Regions from separate parts of the Gossypium arboreum genome. Here region 1 is linked to region 2. Evidence: chromatin contacts called from public Hi-C data. All regions are on one chromosome and are shown on one strand. Each heading gives the region's core, a stretch centred on a gene start, on an enhancer-like site or on the middle of the called end of the contact. The rest is flanking DNA. Distances are from core to core; before and after follow the strand shown.

Region 1 (4,121 bases), core at 338-2,837, 39 kb after region 2:
AAAGGCCTTTTACCCTACCATCACCAATTATGGACTACTACATAAACAAGTTGGGTTTGGAAGCCTTGTATGTTGTCTTAAGCTTCCTAGTAGGTGGCCTGACCTTCTTGAATACCAGTGGGAATTTGATCTTGGAGTTGTGAAATTGCTTGGTGCTGTCCCTCTTGCAAAGTTTTGCTGGGATAGTAGCTGTCTTGATGATTTGAATGCATGGAAACCTCACCCTGTGACGAGATGCCATCTCAGCGTACATCTGTTCAACTGCACCATTGAGAGTTGTGTCCCGGTATTCCTTGTACATGTTGTGATAACCAGTTCGACTTTGATATCGGAGCCAAATGCCGTAGTTCTTGATCTTGGTAGGGTTTTTCTCAAAAATCTACAATATAAAACATAGCATGAGAAAATATCAATATCTGTTAAATCACTAGATGTGATTCAAAATAATACTCAAGCATCTGGCTCAATGATCATAGCACAAATGTGATCCTGTTCCACCAAGAGGAAAACAAGAAGAATGCTAACTTATGATCACCAATCAAGTTTATATATATTTAGACAAGCAACCTTCATAACAATGGAACACAACTGAGCCACCCCCAGTGCACAAATGTAATGTATAAAACATTATTTTCTTCCCTGTACTCAACTGTCAACGCAGGTATATATGCATGTATGTTGTCTCCTACACAGGTATATATCAGCAGTGGTACTTGATTCTGTCCAATTAATGACCAAAGAGACAAAACTCAGCTGAATAACAAACTGCCACCTTCATTAGCAGAGTGCTTCCTTTAGATCTAAGTAAACAGATTGGTACATACATTTTTTAGATAGAATGTTGGATTCCGACTTCAAGCCCGAGCAGAAATTCACATATTTCTTTCGAAGACTATCGCTTATCCAACATGTAAATGTCACACTAAATAAAGCAACCAACTTAACTCGAGCAGCTAAAAAATTCAAACTACATCCAACATACAAATGAAACACCATTTCACTTATAGGGTTTAAAACTTTCAAAAGAGATCTAAAGGACAAGAAATGGTCAATACCTCATTGATTGCTAAAACTTGTCCATTGCTTTTCTTCACCTTCTTCAGCTTCCTCAGAAAATACCTAAATTTTAAAAAAAAATCAAATAAAGGGTAAAAAAAAACAAGAATAACAAATCTGATCAGCAAAATGTAATTTTACAGACCAAAACTTGGATTTGGCACGGACTTCATTGGTGGCCCAAAGCTTCATTCTGTAGATCTTAGGATGCTGATCTCCTTCTGTTGGGAGACCTCGCCCCACCACTTGGTACTGATGAAACTATGTTTTGTTTTTTCCAAATAAAAATCAAGACAAAAAATCCCATTACAGCTTTATAAAAAAAAACACAAATAATGGAAATGGGTATCGATTGGTAACTTACCCTGAAAGCAACCATTTTTGTAATAAAGAAGAAGATAAGCTGCCGCTCACTGCTATGGCCCGTTCCCTGGTTTCTCCCTGTACTCTTATGGCAGCGCAGTGGTAGGGATAAAAAACCCTACCTATTCTTTCTCTATTGGCTTTTTGTGGGCTTACGAGAGTGTTGAGTGACTTGGGGGTGGAGCTGAAATCCTAGGCCCATTTAAGCCCACAAAAAGTAGGATTTGAAGCCTTTGGTTTTTGAAGTTCAAATATTTTTCTCTTTATTTCGGAAAAATATAAAAAGCACTCGCATAATTATATTTACTATTTTTTAAAATGATTTTTTAATTATTTTTAATTGAATTGGTGACTTATTCACTCTTAATCAAAGAAGTTAATTCTGTATGATTTGAAACGTCTTGTTCTGGTAATAAATTGAAATAACAAAATTTAATTTCGTTCTAATTTAAATTTCATCTGTTGTATCGGTGTATTTTGATTTGTACTAGTACATACTAACTCATATTGATTGGTATAAGATTTTAATATTTTAAATTTTAAAACATCTAAAAGTATTGATATATTCAAAATGGTACAACAAAGCATACTAGTATCCGTATGTACCAATATAAAACAACTGTACATCCATTAATACAATCTTGATTATCTTACCTATAATATCAATTCAAAAGTTCAAATATATTATAAATATATATGATTAAAATAGTTTAAATATAATATAATATGTGGCATAATATGATATTGCAGTATAAATGTGCTAAAATTTATATAAAATCATTTATTAAATTATTTCAGGTTAAATTATCAAATTTTATATAGAATTAATACTACTTTAAAAATAATTATTACACATAATAAAAATCTCATTCACCATTGTTATAATAAAACCTACTAAATGACCAAAGCACATGTGCAATTATTAACACGATTAGTATGAATAAAAATACGGTTCAATTAATAATTTTATAATAATATTTTCATAAAAATATAAATAAATTTAACATTAATGATATATTTGGAAATAATCTAGAAATGAGTGGAAATTGTAGATATTAGGGTTGTAATTCCAAGTTTTATGATTATAAAGATTTTAATTTTCCATTATGTGTTTGGCTAATAAAATATATATTTTTGATATAAGTGTATTTTTTTTGTCAATGCCGACCTATATTTATACTAACATCCACTTCAATTCAATATATATTTAACACGTCATGATTTAATACTTATTAACCAAATCGAATAAAATGACGGATATTCAGATCAATTTACCTTTACACCAAATACGCACTAAAGTGCTAATTAGGCATAAATACACCAATTCCACTTACCACACTTGAATATGCTTGTACCCTTAGGGTATTTGAGCAGATGATATGTTTTCGACCCCTAGGGTATTAGAGAATTGTCTCATATGTACACACATAGGGCTAAATCTCCCACCTATCAAAACAGACCCTATGGCATGCCAACTATATCTGTGACTCTATTCGACAACGTTAATAAGGCAATTATCATTGTTATTAATCATATTTCATCAACAAGCATAAATACATGTATTCAACCAACCAAATGATCACTACTCACATAATCATGTATATACGTACCTTTCGAGTATTTTACATTATTAATGTGAAATGTGCCTTGCATTTATCAAACACGTTGTATGCACTTAAGATGAGAAATCGAAAAGGAGAAAAAAGCCATGCGACGCCCTTGGTAGCCAAGCAAGGTTGCGATGTCATGATGAGTAGGTAGGCCATGTCACAACGAGGCGATGTTTTTTGCTCAAATACAACCACGTTTTTTTACTCTCAACATGACTTATTCTCCCAATCAAACTCTATTTCCTATAAGGACATTTTAGTTATATTGGACCCATGTCCCAAGACTATTTAAAAGACCTTTTGAACCCTGTTTAGTAGAATCAGATTTGCATTATATATCTCTTGTGTGAGATTTGTTAAAGAGTTTTTAGGGAGAGCTTTTGTAGTTAGCATATTTAGTTTTTTTTAGGGATTTGTTCTTTGTGTTCGGGTTGAATACTTTCCATCGTTATAGTTTTTATTTGTTGCTTAGTGAAAAGCTGAAGCCTCATTTGCCCATGGTTTTTTATCCCTCGGCGAGGGTTTTCCATGTAAATATTTGTGTTCATTCATCTCTACTTTTACTATCTTATTGCTCATTCGGATCAATCCCTAACAAATTGGTATCAGAGCTTGGTTCAGCTTTCACAAATTAACTCATTTAGGATGGCAACAATTAGATTTGATATTGAGAAGTTTGATAGGATCACAAACTTCAGTTTATGGTAGGTTTGGATGACAACACTTCTAGTTTAGAATGGTTTAAAGGTCGTTATTGGTAAAAAGCTCGAAGGTATGAAAAAATCAAAATAGGAAGAGCTTGATGAAAAAACTCTATCCAGGATTCAATTATGCCTCACGAATAATGTACTATAGGAAGTACTCATAAAAAAAACAGCGGTTGCTTTATGGATGAATTTAGAAACCCTTTATAAGAAAAAATTATTGGCCAACCAATTGGTGTTGAAGCAACACTTGTACACGTTTCGTATGGACAAAAGAATGTCCACTAGGGTTCACATTAGTGAGTTCATTACACTTTTGAATGACCTAAAGAACGTTGAGGTTAATATAAATAATGAAGATCAAGCTATGTTATTGTTGTGCTCTTTG
Region 2 (4,518 bases), core at 1,510-4,009:
ATTATGCATCTATTAAGATTTGAACCCGCACTAATTAGATTAATAAAACATTAAATTTACCACTCAACTAAAACTTCATTTTAATTTGTTTTATGCATTTTATTTTAATCTTGACAAATTATTATCGTCATTAGTTGCATATCTATACTATTTATGAAGTGTTTTAATGAGTTGGTGTCACAAGTCAAATTGACACTAACTCACAATTGTTGACAAAATCATGATATATAATTGTAGTGTATTTACTGTTATTTATCTTATGTATTTATGTATTTAAATTTTGTTTTACACAATTTAATCTATTTTTTATTTTAACATTGTACATATTTAATGTGTTATTATGACCAATTGGTTCCAAACCATACGTTTCATTATTTATTGCATGTTATTTTTAAACACACATCTATGTTCTAAATCCATAGTTTCCACACACGGGTGTGATAAGATTTCTAATCTTATGTTATGAACTTCTATCTAATCTTTTTATTATATATATACGTATATATATGTATATATATATTTCTTTTTTGTATTTTTCATGTCTGTTTTACTGTCATGTTTGGGGTTAGAGGTTGCTCCTTCCAACAATGTTATCTTCAAGTTACAAATATGTGTAATTTCCTTGAAAGTACAATATACTTTACGATTGTATCCAACACTTGATGGTCATACTCGTATGGCGTTGTGATGATGATCTGATCAAATATGAGAAATATGTAAATATGGGGTATATCAAATTTAATTCTTATTTAATCAAATTTAATAATAATAAAAAGTTATACAAGTTTTACCTAAATAATTCTCATCTAAGTTCTCTTCACAATATTAATTTGAAACTATTAAGTTCATGATGAAAGAACAGAATTGTTATGAACTAATAATTAATTTTAGCATGTTTCTAAGTAAGCTTAATTTTCATTTTAGTCCCTTTATTGTATTGAAATTCAAGATTAATACATTTATTTTAATTTGACATAAATTGATGCTCAACTTTTATAATATAATTAAACATGTTTAATCAATAATAAATTGACATGTTAGCCCGTTTAAATATATTATTTTCTAAAAATCACATCATGAATAACTTTAATGACGTAATTAAAGTATTATTAATTTAGATCTATTAATAACATTATAGAAATAAATTGTAAAATTATATAAGATTAAAATAAAAAATTAAATTACAAATTTTAGCATAATAAGTAGACTAAAACCATAATTACACCTTCTAATTATTACTCATAGTAACAATGACAAGTTGTTATATATCTATACTATTTATTAAGAGTTTTATTTAGTTTGAGGTGACACCAACTTATTAAAACACTTAATAAATAGTATAGATAATGTTGTTGATTGAGTTGGTGTCACAAGTTAACTCGACACTAACTCACAATTGATGACAAAATCATGATAAATAATTGTGGTGCATTTAGTATTTTTTATCGATGTATTTATGTGTTTAAATTTCGTTTTACACAATTTAATATATTTTGTATTTAAATATTATACATATTTAATGTGTTATTATGATTAATTAATTTCAAACCAGACGTTTTATTATTTATTGCATGGTATTTTTAAGCATACATATGTGTTCTAAATTCGTAGTTTCCACACGAATACTCGTGTGATGGAATTTCTAGTCTTATGTTATGAATTTCTATGTACTTTTTTTATTATATCTTTTATTGTATTTTTCATGTTTGTTTTATAATCTAATTATTCCTTCCAATAATATTATCTTCAAGATATGAACATGCGTTCATTCTTTTAAAGTACAATATATTTTATAACTGTACTTAACACTTGATGATTATTCTGAATAAAACACTTTTCGTCTTAACTAAACTCTAATTGAAATGGAATATGAGTTGTTGTATGATGGGGGGACAAATAAAATTCAACATCATTAGCATTAACATTCCACTCAAGGGTTTATTAACATGATTCAATCATAACTATTTTCTAACATTTGTTGGCATAGCTAGCATTGCCTTTCCAACCCATAATCATGAAGCTGAAAGAAAATGATACTGCACTTTTAATTGGGTAAGGAATTGAAATTCCAAAAGACAAATAAAGCTAAAAACTTTAACTTAATTCTAAAACTTTCCATAGATATAAACATTGCAAGATGCCGTATTATTAGTCGAAAAATACAATAGAATAAAAAAAAGGGAAAAATGAACACAGAATTTATGGAAAATTATAAAAATATAAAATATAGGAGCATAGCATAAGAAAATGCAGAAATACATGAAATATATTCATAATCATACAATGATTACTTAATTCCTTATGAGAAGTTATGATTATCGATTCTCTAGCTCCTTTGATTGGAACTGTCCAACTACTTGTAACAAGGAAGGTCTTAAGTTCAGCAATGAATGATGATAGTTGATAAGAAAATTATTAGTATGGCGACAAATAAGTTGATAGATTGTGTTTTTGGATTCATTAATGAGTTGAATAAATCAGATCTAAGGTTGGGTTAATTTTACAAGTCAATAACCTAATGATGACTCAAATGTAAATTAATCTAAATAAAAAGTTATAAACACAAATTAAACAGAAGTAATATGGGTACTATAAATAGTTTTTTTTTTTTTAATTTATAAAATTAGAGTAATTACTTTTTTACGCTTACATTTCCTAATTCCTTAGGAAGGGCTGTTTTAGTCTTGAATCCCATCACGGATTGATTTTACTTCTTGAAATTTTTGTCAAATCTCATTGAATTTAGATGTTGATCTTGTGTACATACGTTGCCTAAATTGTTTTAGGTGTTTGCCAGAAGCAAGCCCATATATTTAGCATTCTCTTGCTTGGGCTTCTAAAACACCCAACCCAACGCCAAACACAACGCTTCCATGAAGGATGGAAGTGAAATTTGTCTTTCAACAACCAAAAATTTATCAACTTTGCATTTTAGTTTTTCTATTGAAAAATTTTGGTAAATTAGCTCGTTAGATGACTGAATAAAATAGTTCCTCTATTAAAATTTGGCATTTACATATAAGGTATATAATAAATTTAGTCATCAATCTTTAAACATTTATTCAATTTGACCCTTACTCTTTTATTGGAAGTAAATTAAAAAAATTAATCTATTAAGCCTAAAGGGTCAAAAAGGAATTAGTAACAAATTTTAAAACAATCAATTAAGCCCTTTTAAATTTTAAAATTATTAAAAATCATAAAAGTTATAAACAAAACTTATAAATTAAAAAAGTTATAAATTTTTATAAAAATTAACAATGTTGACCCACTAAAATCTAATTATATAAGATTTTTAAAAAAATTGACCCTCATCTTTTTATTGGATTGAAATTGTTATTTTAATAAAAATTATAATTTTAAAATTTTATAACTTCTTTTTTATAAATTTTCTTTATAATTTTATGATGTTTTAAATAATTTTAAAATTTAAAAGTGCTTAATTGATTTTTTTAAATTATTACTAATTTACTTTTAAAATTTTCTAATTTATTCCCAATAAAATAGTGGAGGTCAAATTGAATAAATTTATAAAGGATGAAGACTAATTTTGTTGTTATACCTTATATATAAACAAGAAAACAAACATTTAAAGTGCAAATTTAATGGAGGAGCTATTTTGCTCACTCATCTAATGTATAGGGATAATTTGTTTATTTTTTTGTAGAAAAGTTAAAATGCAATCTATGGTATAGTACAACAGGGTTTGTAGTATTTTTTACCTATAAGTAACATGTTTAAGAGGAAAAAGCTTTATAAGTGAGAGAAAAAAAACCTTAGTATCAATTTTATTATTATAGTAGTGGATGTCCATTAGAATAAGAAGTTTGGTATACTTTAGAACTTCAATGTCACTTAGAAATAGAATTTTATATCATTTATATTTCTTATATTTATAAATATAGACTTCAGAGAAGCAATGTAAATATCACATCAATGAATAAATTAAATTCATTTTGCTCTATTTATTCTCATATTTCTATTGTTCATTACTTTCCTTCTTTATTTAAAACAGAACTTAAACTATTTTTCATAAAACTCGTGTATTTATTTGGGTTAGTTTAATAGTTTACCAAATTTCAGTGAGATTTTGACAACATTGATGGTACCAAAATGATATGTGTGGCATCCATTTTGGTTAAGTAATTTAAGAGAATAATTTTTGAACTTTTTTTTTGGGGGGATGGGGTATGACAGTTTCGAATAACCAACTTTGATGCACTAGAAATCCATCTTTAGGTGTTTATTTGTTTCAAAAAAATTTATTTTTTTTATAGTGCAAAGTTTGTACTTTCATTTGGTATTGTTATCTCGATTATATGAGTCCTATGTTAAAAGATATGAGACTCTAAAGTAGGTTAGTCGAAACTGTTAACCCAAATAAAAAAATCTATGCAAAATACGATGATTTCTTATATCTTCACTTTGAAACTTAGACTTTTGGTAACCAATTTTGACAAAACAAATTTTGAAGTTTTAATATTACATTTAATATTTAAATTCATGTGTCGAAACCAT

What was found. Hi-C and Micro-C count contacts between places; a contact is called where the count stands out from the background.
Region 1: a Hi-C map of leaf shows a contact between it and region 2, with 2.0 times the contacts expected there. The contact joins the promoter of LOC108474179 here to the enhancer-like site in region 2. A contact is called at or near these places in 2 of 5 Hi-C or Micro-C datasets (both in leaf).

The regions. Positions count from the first base shown.
Region 1 is chr11:21,112,333-21,116,453 of ASM2569848v2, forward strand. It overlaps LOC108474179 (60S ribosomal protein L18a-like), which reads right to left and starts at 1,588. Exons shown (of 4, transcript XM_017776102.2): 1 at 1,421-1,588; 2 at 1,202-1,317; 3 at 1,056-1,119; 4 at 1-379. The coding sequence starts at 1,435. The coding sequence ends at 38. It overlaps LOC108474178 (plant-specific TFIIB-related protein PTF2), which reads left to right. Exons shown (of 1, transcript XM_017776100.2): 1 at 1-112.
Region 2 is chr11:21,071,817-21,076,334 of ASM2569848v2, forward strand. No RefSeq gene overlaps it. Among protein-coding and RNA genes, the nearest start is that of LOC108473152, 4.3 kb to the right of the region's middle. Within about 2 kb of position 2,760, at least 1 of the 2 cell types and tissues checked has an H3K27ac peak or open chromatin away from gene starts, as enhancers often do. A contact at or near this core is called in leaf, where this site is marked.